Linked DNA regions of Mus musculus: region 2 is linked to region 1. A link is a contact called in public Hi-C data. All regions are on one chromosome and are shown on one strand. The core of a region is the stretch at or near the end of the contact, and the rest is flanking DNA. Distances in the headings are between cores, read along the strand shown. Region 1 overlaps Sesn1 (sestrin 1). Region 2 has its middle 50 kb from the start of Gm40630.

Evidence for each region. Hi-C and Micro-C count contacts between places; a contact is called where the count stands out from the background.
Region 2: a Hi-C map of the HPC-7 cell line shows a contact between it and region 1, with 2.9 times the contacts expected there. The contact joins two enhancer-like sites. A contact is called at or near these places in 2 of 15 datasets of contacts at CTCF or cohesin (large pre-B cells and pro-B cells), 4 of 484 Hi-C or Micro-C datasets (CD4 T cells, the HPC-7 cell line and embryonic stem cells) and 1 of 115 datasets of contacts at active chromatin or transcription factors (embryonic stem cells).

What each region holds. Positions count from the first base shown.
Region 1 is chr10:41,828,908-41,834,452 of GRCm38.p6, forward strand. The region is part of intron 1 of Sesn1 (sestrin 1); the gene reads left to right. Among named protein-coding and RNA genes, the nearest start is that of Sesn1, 21 kb to the left of the region's middle. Within about 2 kb of position 3,519, at least 37 of the 459 cell types and tissues checked have an H3K27ac peak or open chromatin away from gene starts, as enhancers often do. A contact at or near this core is called in the HPC-7 cell line, where this site is marked.
Region 2 is chr10:42,129,265-42,134,809 of GRCm38.p6, forward strand. No RefSeq gene overlaps it. Among named protein-coding and RNA genes, the nearest start is that of Gm40630, 50 kb to the left of the region's middle. Within about 2 kb of position 2,172, at least 33 of the 459 cell types and tissues checked have an H3K27ac peak or open chromatin away from gene starts, as enhancers often do. A contact at or near this core is called in the HPC-7 cell line, where this site is marked.

The DNA of each region.
Region 1 (5,545 bases), core at 2,269-4,768:
TCTTCCTCTTCCTCATTGCCTCCCTACACACATTGCTCTCCTTCATGCCTGTGTAGTTCAGGGAAACTTCCCAGTCTGCTCTTGGCCAAAGGGCAGGAAATGGCAGATGTCTTTCTGTCACCATTTGGTGGCTATATAATGAGATACACATCAAGTCTCACCTGTAGTGAAAATGAATGAAAAACTCTCAGACTTTTATAAGCATCCTCAAGTTAAAAAAAAAAAAAAAGAATGGGGTTGAATATTTTACCAATCAGATTTCTGTAGTCAATAGACTTCTCAAATTGAAGCTGGTTGTGGTGGTCTGAATATGCTTGGCCTTTGGGAAGTAGCACTATTAGGAGATGTGGCCTTACTGGGAGAGGGCCTTGGTAGAGGAAATGTGTTACTGTGGAGGTGGGGCTTTGAGGTCCCACATACATGCTTAAGTCTGATCAGAGTGAGCCAGAGTCCTCTCCTGGCTGCCGTCGGATCAAGATGTAGCCTTCTCGGCTCCTCCTCCAGAACCATGCCTGTCTGCACACTGCCCTGCCCCCACCATGATGGTAATGCACTGAACCGCTAAAACTGTAAGCCAGTCCCAATTCAATATTTCTTTATGAGAGTTACCTTGGTAATGGTGTCTCTTCCCAACGATGAAACCCTAACTAAAACACTGCTGTGTATTACTATCAACTTAGTCATGTCTGAAAGGTGGAGGTAAAATAATTTCTTTATGCTATAAGCCCTAATCTTTATCATCTTTAGTTGTTTCAGAACCACCAGAAATTATTATATAATTGATAGAAATTTGAAAAATTTTATCCCACTACATATAATATGTTGAAGTAAGGGCCTTCCTTCAATTATAGAGAATACTAATTTTAATAAGAAACATTTTCTCATGTCATTTTTAGTATAGTCATCCCAATGGTTCAAAAATTAAACCATTTTCAAATTTATTTGCTGTTTATAAATTTTAATTGGTATTTTTGAGACAAACATGGGCTGGTCTAGAAGTTACTATGTAGCCCAGGCTGACCTTAAACTTGAACTTACAACAGTCCTCCTGCATCAGCCTCCCAAGTGCTGGAATTATAACTATGAACCATCAAACCTAGCTTTGTACAGTACTAGGCAGCCACTTAAGGAATTCTGAGCAAGGACTGTTCCACCAAGCTGCACTCCATTTGTTTGTTTGTGACAAGGCCTCATGTAGCCCGGGCTTGCCTTAAGCTCACTACATAGCTGACGATGACCTTGAACTCCTTATACTCCTGCTTTCACTTCCCACATGCTGGGATTACAAGTACCACCATTCCCACCTCCCAATTTTTAAATTTGAATCTGAAGCAAAGTCTTGCAAAGTTGCCCAGGCTGACCTTGAACTTTTGATCTTCCTGCCTCAGCATGTACCTACAATGTAAACCTAAGTTTACAACAATAACAGAACAACTACTTGTTGTAATTAAAGCTATATGGATGTGTTTTTCCTCTCTTCTAATGTCTTCTAGAACTCTCCCTTTTTGAGATTTCAGATGGTACTACCAGTGAGTATTCAGAAGATGCTAACAATACTAGTGATAAGGTGCCTGAGCTGAACAAGTTGGGTGTTTTGACATTATGGGCTCCTGGGTATGCACTACTTCACTGCGAGCCTTACATTGGAGCCAGCAGCTGTTATGAAAACTGAGGTGGCCACTAAAAAGATACTGAGTGGGTAGTGTATGTGGCATGTGGCATGCACACTCTGGAAAAGAGTAAATCACAGGCCTGGCAGCATGGTATGAGATCACTTCTCAGAATAGCACGTGATTTAAAATTTACGCATTGTTGATTCTGGATATGGCTGACCATGACTAGCGATTATAAAGCCATAGAAAGAGAAGCCAAGGATACAAGGGGAATGCTGTGCACCAGATTCTATTCACAGAATGATTCTGCAGGAAGTAGAACTTTAGGGTACTCGGAAGTAAGTTTTCTCTAGTATGGTACATATGTATGCGCGCATGTACTAGCGTCTAAAGCTGCAGATGTCTGATTTTCCTTATAGTTACCTTTCTTTTGAAGACTCTGGCCATTAATGACAGTTTTCCACTCACTTTACATTTTTGTGCCCGCCTGCCTCCTTGTTCACCAAGGACATTTCCTGAGTTCTCAGCAGTTAGCTGCTGTGAGCACTAGGTGGCACTCTGACTCAACTCAAGTCTAGTTTGTCATCAATTTTGATGCTGTAGGCCTCAAGAGAAGATGTGTGTACAACTTAAGAACATTTGTGTTTTCAGTTGTCTTCTTTTAGAGGGAGTCTGAAAGGAGAAAGGAGATAATTCCAAGTTTAAATATCCAAGCTTAACTGGTGATAGTATTGATCTCCTCTTTCACTTACTGTCTCAGACTGTTCCAGGTACCTGCACAGGTATCTGTGTGGAAGAGAGGTGGAGAAGACTGCTGACCTCAGAGCCCATAGTCTAGTTAACTCGCCCCCCCCCCCAGATGCTGTTCTTGGGCCTGTGGCATGCACTCGCTGCTTTTATCCAGTCACTCAACACAAGGAGCGTGAGCTGGAGAGGTAGATGATCTGACTAGACCATCCAGCTGGGCAGGTACACAGTTGGGCTCAACGCATATGTGCTCCTTGGAGAGTAGTTTCTGGGAAGATGAGAACATGAAACCAGTAAAGCAAACATTCTCTCCCCCATCCCTGTCTCTCGCTCTATGTATATATATGTGTGTGCACATGCACATCTGTCTGTCTGTCTGTCTGTGTGCACATGCGTATAGTGGTTGTGAGTGTGCTGACATGGGATCTGAGAATGGACCTCACATTCTCTGCAGAGAGTAGTGGGCAGTCTTAACTGCCCCAAACTGATTACCAAAGGAGACTTGTTCTTGTTTTCCAGGAAGCAAAGCCAAGACTTGTTCTGGGAGAGGCTACAGCTTAATGGTTCAAATTGAAGATTTTGGCTTTTTAGGATGTTGTGTGACCCATCAGTTACAGAGAAAACAGTGTATTCTTGCATGTACTTTTGGGGGAAAACCCAAGTGTATCAATTTTTCAAAGAGTACCCTCCATAAAAAAATTGAGAAGTTGGGTGTGGTGGTACATGCCCAACATCCTAACACTTGGGGGTGGGTACAGGAAGGAAGGTCAGAAGTTGAAGAGCATCCTGGGCCATTAGGTGAATTCAAGGCCAGCTTGGGCTACCTGAGACCTTGCCTCAGAACAGCAGCAGACCACCTGAGCTGCCACATGCACAGGACACTTACTTCCTGAAACTGTTAGAGAAGACTTTTTACAATTGAAATGTGAGAGCCTTAAGCCAGCAAAAGTACACTTTCGTGAGAAAGCACCAGCTTGCTGCTCTTGACGAGGATGCTCATTGCATGGGGCTGAACTTTTCTTAGCTAAGCAGCAGGTCTCCCAGGCATGCAGGTCACAGGCAGAAAGTTTCAGATTTGATTCCAGAATGTGGGACAGAGCTGAGCACAGCACAGCTGCAGCCTTGGTAATGTGAGACAGACAAATACGCCACGGTCCAGAGCTGCCCCTGCCAGACTGCTGTGCACACACACTGGCTCTTGCTAACGCTCTACGGGGCAAGCTAGTTAGTGCTCTAAGTTTTAGTTTGTTGATGTTTGTCTTGTTTGGGGAATTATTTTTTAAGTTAAAAAGGTTTTAATGTTTTGTTTTGTTTAGATTGGTTGTATTTGCTTTCTGGGCTTGTGTTTGTTTGTTTTTTCAAGACTGGTGGTTTTCTCTGTGTAGCCCTGGCTGTTATGGAACTTATTCTGTAGACCAAGCTGGCCTTGAACTCACAGAGATCTACTTGTCCCTGCCTCCCAAGTGCTGGGATTAAAGGTGTATACTACCACCACCTGGCAATCCAACTTTATTTTTTTTAACACACAGAAACATTATATATGCATCCACATATATAAACATTACATTGTGTTTCATATATGCATTATATTGTCTTTAAATCAACTTAAATATATATTTTTTCTCAAACATTATTTTTGGGAATTCTATAATTTTGTGCCTCTCTGCCAACCTATTCTCTTCTCCCAACCCCAAGCTTCTGTTTTACAGTCAGTAACATAAAGATAATAGCATATTGATCTTTGTAAGGCATTAGCCCTGTGCCTCCTTTTACTTTGTAACAGTTTTTAAAGAGGAGAAGAAGCAAGCAGGCATGAACTATAAAGCCAAGACTGGTACTCAGTTCTCTGAACCTCAGTCTCTCTCTATCTTGGCCAGGACTGCAGTTGTGTTCTTCCCTTCCTAATTCCATGCTGCTTGAGATTGTTATGTTTTTTAATTACTTGGGATTAATAGTGTATGCTCCATGAAGATTAAGACCTGTCTGTTCATTGCTTAGTCTCTTGTCTGACACTAGTGCATATAAGCAGGTGTGTGAATGAATGGATACATGTTAGCTATTATTATTACTACTTGACAGTTTGTACCTAGCTTCCTACCTATCTGCCAGGACCAGCTGGAGCTGCCTGTCTTTAAATGGGGTGAGCAAGCCAGGAGAGAAGGCCCCTTCTTAAGCAGGTGGCTGACCTCATCTTTTAAGGAAGGTTCTTTTATAAGCCTCTTTTCTTCAGATACAAGCAGTCTTTGTATTGACTAGGAGGGCACTGGAAATGCTGACTCTCAGCACTTCTACTAACATTTCTTAAAATTTCTAAACCAATTTTTAACTTTAATTCATGTTTACAGTTTGAGGAGTACCATGATGAACATTTAAAAATTCTGGAATTCCTAGGTGTAGTGGCTTGTGCCTACAATCACAGAACTCGGAAGTTTAAGGCCAGCCTGGGCTGCATATCATAGCCCTGTGTTAAAAAGAAAATGTTAATGGGAAAAACACACACGTACCAGTAATGGAGAGCTAATACAGTATTTTAGGTCAGTAGTTAAATTTTCAGGTTTGTGGTTTGGGGTAATAATTCCTGAGTCATAAGCTTTGGTTGTCTTTGACAAAAGAAGATTCCAGCTAAGAACAGGAACAAGACCATGGCTATATACCTTTCACTGGCCCCTGTAATATGGTAGTTCTAGCCAGTATATGGTCTGTCTATGCTGTGTTCCAACCCCAAGTCCTACCCCATAAAATGTGGCACCCTCCCTCCCTTTATATCAGAGCTCTGTATACTCCTTGCATCTACCCTATGTCCTCCAACACAGTCTAGAGGTATGTTCATGGTTGTTGGGATTAGCCGTTGGAAGGACAGGCTGCTGCACTTGGACAAACTCCATGTCCTAGAAGTGTAAGGGTAAGGAGGGGTTGGGGTTCAAGCTGTCTAGCTGTGTAAGAAGAGCTAAACTGCAAGCCTAGTGGTTATATAACCCTGCATTCACCAGAAGGCAGCCAGGTTAAAATGCTATTAGAATGAAGAGTTGTCAAACAATGTAGATTCTAAAGATAAATCTGGGCTGGCCAGATGGCTCAGCAGGTAAGAGCAAGCACTTCCTGCTCTTGCAGGTTCCTTCCCAGTGCCTGCATGGTAGCACGCAACCCTTTGTAGCTCCAGTTCCAGGGGATGCAGTGCCCTCCTC
Region 2 (5,545 bases), core at 922-3,421, 300 kb after region 1:
CAAGGCTGTTTGCCCTGTGCTTGGTTACGTAGTAGATGGGAGGTTGTAGGCAGAAGTTCATCAGGATGTACGCTTGCCCCTGACGACGGGAAGGCAGAAAGTACGAGGCCTTATGAGTTTTGCCTTTATGAGCACCTGACTAACATAATTGTCAGCCATTCTCTGGGAATCCTGGGCATGTGTCTAGCCCGTGTCCGCCATCCTGCCCAGGAGATAGTAAAGCTTGCTTCAGGTTTGTCTCAAAAGTTGTGGTCTTATTCTCACCCGGGTCCTCTTGGCGTGGTGGTAACGTTTCTCCTGGGTTTTGTTGTTGTTGTTGTTGTTTACATGTTTGTTTTGTTGCTTTGTTTTCTGAGACAGGATTTCTCTGTATAACAGCTCCTGCTGTCCTAGAACTTGCTTTGTAGACCAGGCTAACCTCAAACTCAGAGATCCATGTGCCTTTACATTCAAGTGCTGGTATGAAAGGCATGTGCCCCAAGATATAAGATACAATTTGCTAAACACATGAAACTCAAGAAAAATGAAGACTGAAGTGTGGACACTATGCTCCTCCTTAGAAGTGGGAACAAAACACCCATGGAAGGAATTACAGAGACAAAGTTTGGAGCTGAGACGAAAGGATGGACCATGTAGAGACTGCCATATCCAGGGATCCACCCCATAATCAGCATCCAAACGCTGACACCATTGCATACACTAGCAAGATTGTATCGAAAGGACCCAGATGTAGCTGTCTCTTGTGAGACTATGCCGGGGCCTAGCAAACACAGAAGTGGATGCTCACAGTCAGCTAATGGATGGATCACAGGGCTCCCAATGGAGGAGCTAGAGAAAGTAGCCAAGGAGCTAAAGGGATCTGCAACCCTATAGGTGGAACAACATTATGAACTAACCAGTACCCCGGAGCTCTTGACTCTAGCTGCATATGTATCAAAAGATGGCCTAGTCGGCCATCACTGGAAAGAGAGGCCCATTGGACACGCAAACTTTATATGCCCCAGTACAGGGGAACGCCAGGGCCAAAAAGGGGGAGTGGGTGGGTAGGGGAGTGGGGGTGGGTGGGTATGGGGGACTTTTGGTATAGCATTGGAAATGTAAATGAGCTAAATACCTAATAAAAAATGGAAAAAAAATTAATGAGAAAATTAAAAAAAAAAAAAAAGAAAGGCATGTGCCACCATGCCTGGCAATGCTCCTCCTTTTAACACAATGCTTTTAATTTCAGGCCAAATATATTTTCTTTGAATTCATTATGTCCTAAGGCCTAGGTTTCTGCTATCAGGAAATGGGGAACTTCTAGGTTCAAGCTACCTGACGAAGCTCCCCGATTGACACATCCTATGACTAATGGAGACCTAGCCTTTCTCATCTACCTGTTCCCACCCCTTCAGGGTTTCTGCAGTGACTCAATCACTCCATTTCTCCTGGTCTGAACACACACCCTTCCCTACTCATCAGTGATCTTTTAGAATTACCATTTCTGATGGGCTCAAAGTAGATAGGGTGGGGGAGGAGGGAATTCTCTATAGAAAGGAGTCCTCTCGGAATGTCCTTAAACAAGAATACTTTGGAAGCCAGGTATGGTGTCAAAAATCTGTAATTTTGCACCCGGGAACTTGTGTTCAAAGTCAGTATAAGCTACATAGTGAAACTCTCCCTCAGCCCCAAAATGAAAAAGATAAAGAAAACAACCTCCAGCCTTCACCTGGAAGCCTCCAAGGGGGCCTTGAGCTAGTCGAAGGTACTCACCCCACCCCACCCCCGCCCCCACCCCCCACCCCCGGCACTGAGCCCTCCATCCGACGGGTGAGACGCCTGAGCGTCTGTCCGTCTTCCCATGCTGAGTTCCAGGCTCTCCCGGCTGCCTTGCTCTCTGGCAAGTGAACCTGAAACCTCCACACAGCTGAATGCATTCCCCCTCTGTATATGAGAGGAAGGGTGGGGCAGAGAATCCAGAGCCAGGCATGGTGATAAACACCTGTAATCCCAGCTCTGGAGGCAGAGGCAGGTGGATCTCTGTGAGTTTGAGGCCAGCCTGATCTAAGAACATGTTTCAGGCCAGCTGAGGATACATAGTGAGCAAAACAGACAAAAGAGGAGAGAATTCTGATCCCAGGAAGTAACTCTTGAACCTGCCACTGACTTTGTCCCTGTGGCAGGAAGAAGGGCCTGGCCACTGTCTCTGGTTTCATTTCCTTGTCTCTCTCAGAAGGGCTGAAACAGAAGCCCTCCTAGGTCCTGTCCAGCTCCAAGAAAATGGAATCGATCCTCCCTGGGGAGCCCTGGAATGTGGCCTTGGGAACCCAGTGGCTTGCTGCTAGCCTGTGAACTGGACAGGAGGGGCAGCTGAGAGGGAAGGTGAAGCTGGAAGGGAGAGCCAGGCAGAGGGAGTGGCAAGGAGTCTGTCCATCCTCACAGTACGGACTTGTTTATGGTACTTCGTTTCTAAGCAGGAAGCTGATGCTTGGAAGCTTAGCTTGCTCTCTGTGGCTGTGATAAACACCATGACTGAGGCAAGAGAGGGGAAAGGGCTTATTTCGCTTTACCATTCCCAGCCTATCAGGGAGGCGAGAAAGAGCAGGTGCTCAGGGAGCCTGGAGGCAGGAACCAATGCTAAGACCATGAAGGAATAGCTGTTTTGCTTCTCATGGCTTTTAAAATAATTTTTTCCTTTTTTTCTTTAAGATTTATTATGTATATAGCATTCTGCCTGCGTGCATTCCTACAGGCCAGAAGAGGGCACCAGATCTTACTACAGATGGTTGTGAGCCACCATGTGGTTGCTGGGAATTGAACTCAGGACTTCTAGAAGAGCCGCCAGTTGTCTTTTTAGTTGTTTGTTTGGTTGGTTTTTTTATTTTTTCGAGACAGGGTTTCTCTGTGTAGCCCTGGCTGTCCTGGAACTCACTCGTAGACCAGGCTGGCCTCAAACTCAGAAGTCTGCCTACCTCTGCCTCCCAAGTGCTGGGATTAAAGGCATGCGCCACCACTGCCCAGGTTTTTTGTTTGTTTGTTTGTTTGTTTGTTGTATCTGAGCTTGCAGCCAGTGCTCTTAACTGCTGTCTTATACAATCCAGGACTGCCTGCCCGAGGGGGGACATGGTATAGAATGGATTTGATCCTCCCACAGAAATTACTGATCAAAAAAAAAAAAAAAAAAAAAATACCCCAAAGGTCACCTACAGTCCAATCTGATGGACACTTTTCTCAGACGAGGTTTCCTCTTCCCTTGACTCTAGCTCGTGTGACTAGACAAAACTCACCAGGACAGAAGCTAACTGTTTGTTATAAACCCATGCAAGGCTAGAAGGGCAGGGCAGAGCCTTCACACAGGCCATTAAGCCCACCCCCCCTTCTGTTCCAGGACTACTCAGGCCCTCGGTGGTCATGAGATATAAATCCCTGGACAGGGGCCATCGCAGAGAGCTCCAGTGTAGCTTCACCCGGTCACAGTACCCTCACTGCCACACGGGAATCAACAACCGCCCTTTCTGTCTTCGTTTTTTTTTTCCCCTCCTCCCTTGCTCTCTCCTTTCTTTCCTTTTTCATCTTGTTTTTACCGCTCAGTTTTACTTTTGAAAGAAAACTCGTGGTACTTAGGAGCTGAGGGAAGAGGTGTGTTACCCACTCCTAACTACTCACTCAATGATGGGTGCTATAGTTCCCATCTTTGGGATTCCAATCTGCGATGTGGTGGGGGTAGTTTTAAAAGCTGCCGCCTCTGCCTGGGATCAGGCTCGCTACCAGCCTCTCCCGGCTTCCCTTTTGCTTTACCCACCGTTAGCGCCGGGAGGTGACCAGCTCCCACCGGAAGCCCTTGCACACGTACAGTTGATTCCTTTACAATTCGCCTTTTTGGCACAATTGCTGGGCGTTACTATCTCCCACCTGGAAAAGTGTGCCTTTACCAATTTATTATCTCCGTCTCTCCACTTACCCTAAACTTGTAGCTAGTCCCACCTACCACCTGCCAAACATCCTTGGCCATCTGTCAATACCAGGAAGCCCCAGAAGTCCCCCCTGTACCTTCTGCCCAGTAATTGGCCGGAAACTTTCTTTACTGACAAATCAAGAACCAATTAGGGAACGGGACGTTAGCATCAAGACCTCCCCTTACAGAGATGTATATTTATCTGGACTTTAAAGGGGACAACATAATTAAAGCAATAATTTTTTTCTTCCACTCCCCCTTTTTAAATTCAGGATCTCACTATGTATCCTAGGCTAACTTCTAATTTGTGTCAATGCAAAAATCACTTTTTGTTTGTTTGTTTGGGTTTTTGTTTTGTTTTGTTTTTGTGGTTTTTCGAGACAGGGTTTCTCTGTGTAGGCCTGGCTGTCCTGGAACTCACTTTGTAGACCAGGCTGGCCGAGACTCAGAAATCCACCTGCCTCTGCCTCCCAAGTGCTGGGATTAAAGGCATGTGTCACCACGCCTGGCTAAAAATTACTTTTTTAAAGGGTAGATTTACTGTGTTTATTTTGGAGGGATGGTGTTGGGAATTGGTTCTAATGCTTTGTCTTATTTTGGCTCCCAAAAGCTGTGCTTCCAGACTTGAGGGTCCCTGCTCTCAGCTGGCTTCAATTGAGAGTAAAGAATTGCTGTACAGCCATTGGCTGGGCAGGGAGGTGGGGCAGGGCTTTTAGATTGCCTGGGCAAGTGACAGAGAGAGGGGAAGAGGAGAAGAATCGCCTTGGCCTTGACTCGAGGCAGAGGGATCAGATTTAAGAGCTTCAGAGGTGAAAGCATCCTACAATATAGGTGGAAAGGGAACACAGCCCTGTGGGGGTGCCCAGGGCGGGAAAGAGAAAATAGAGATTTTGAAGGTATTAAGCCAGGAATACCGAAGGGAAGAGTATGCCCGTGGGGAGGTTTAGAAGCGCGCAACCATTGAGCTAGTCAAGGCATATCAAGATTAGCTGGTGTGTGTGTGTGTGTGTGTGTGTGTGTGTGTGTTTCATTCTCGAATTCAGAGAGCTCTTGGGCAGATGAAGCGTGTACAATCCACCAGGAACCAAAGCGGTTTAACTAACTCACCATTACAGCATGGTGTGTGAGTGTGTGTGTTGGGGGGATGGTTCTTGTTTGTGCCACAGGGTGTATGGAGAGGTCAGAGTACTCTGGGAGGGTCAGGCAGCTCAACTCCTTGAGGTGATGGCCTGACATAGCTCCTTGCTCTAGGCGGTAGATGGAACTTTGCTCTTGCTGGCCACAGGCGTGGTCCAGAGGCCACTCATCTAACTTTATTCTTGGATTATCATTGCTGAAACCACAGGCCTGCACAGACCTATCCAGAAGTGATGGCACAGGATACAAGGTCACAGACCTCAGAAGTGATGTCGTGGGATACAAGATCACAGACCATCTCATCAGTTCCTTGTCTAAAAAAAAAAATTGGAAACAATAGCTGGGAGTGATAGGGCATGCCTTTGAACCTAGCGTCTAAGAGACAGATGCTGGAGGACCTCTGCGAAGTTGAGGCCAGCCTGGGCTACATAGGGAGTTCCAAGATAGCCTGAGCTACATAGGGAGACCCTGTCT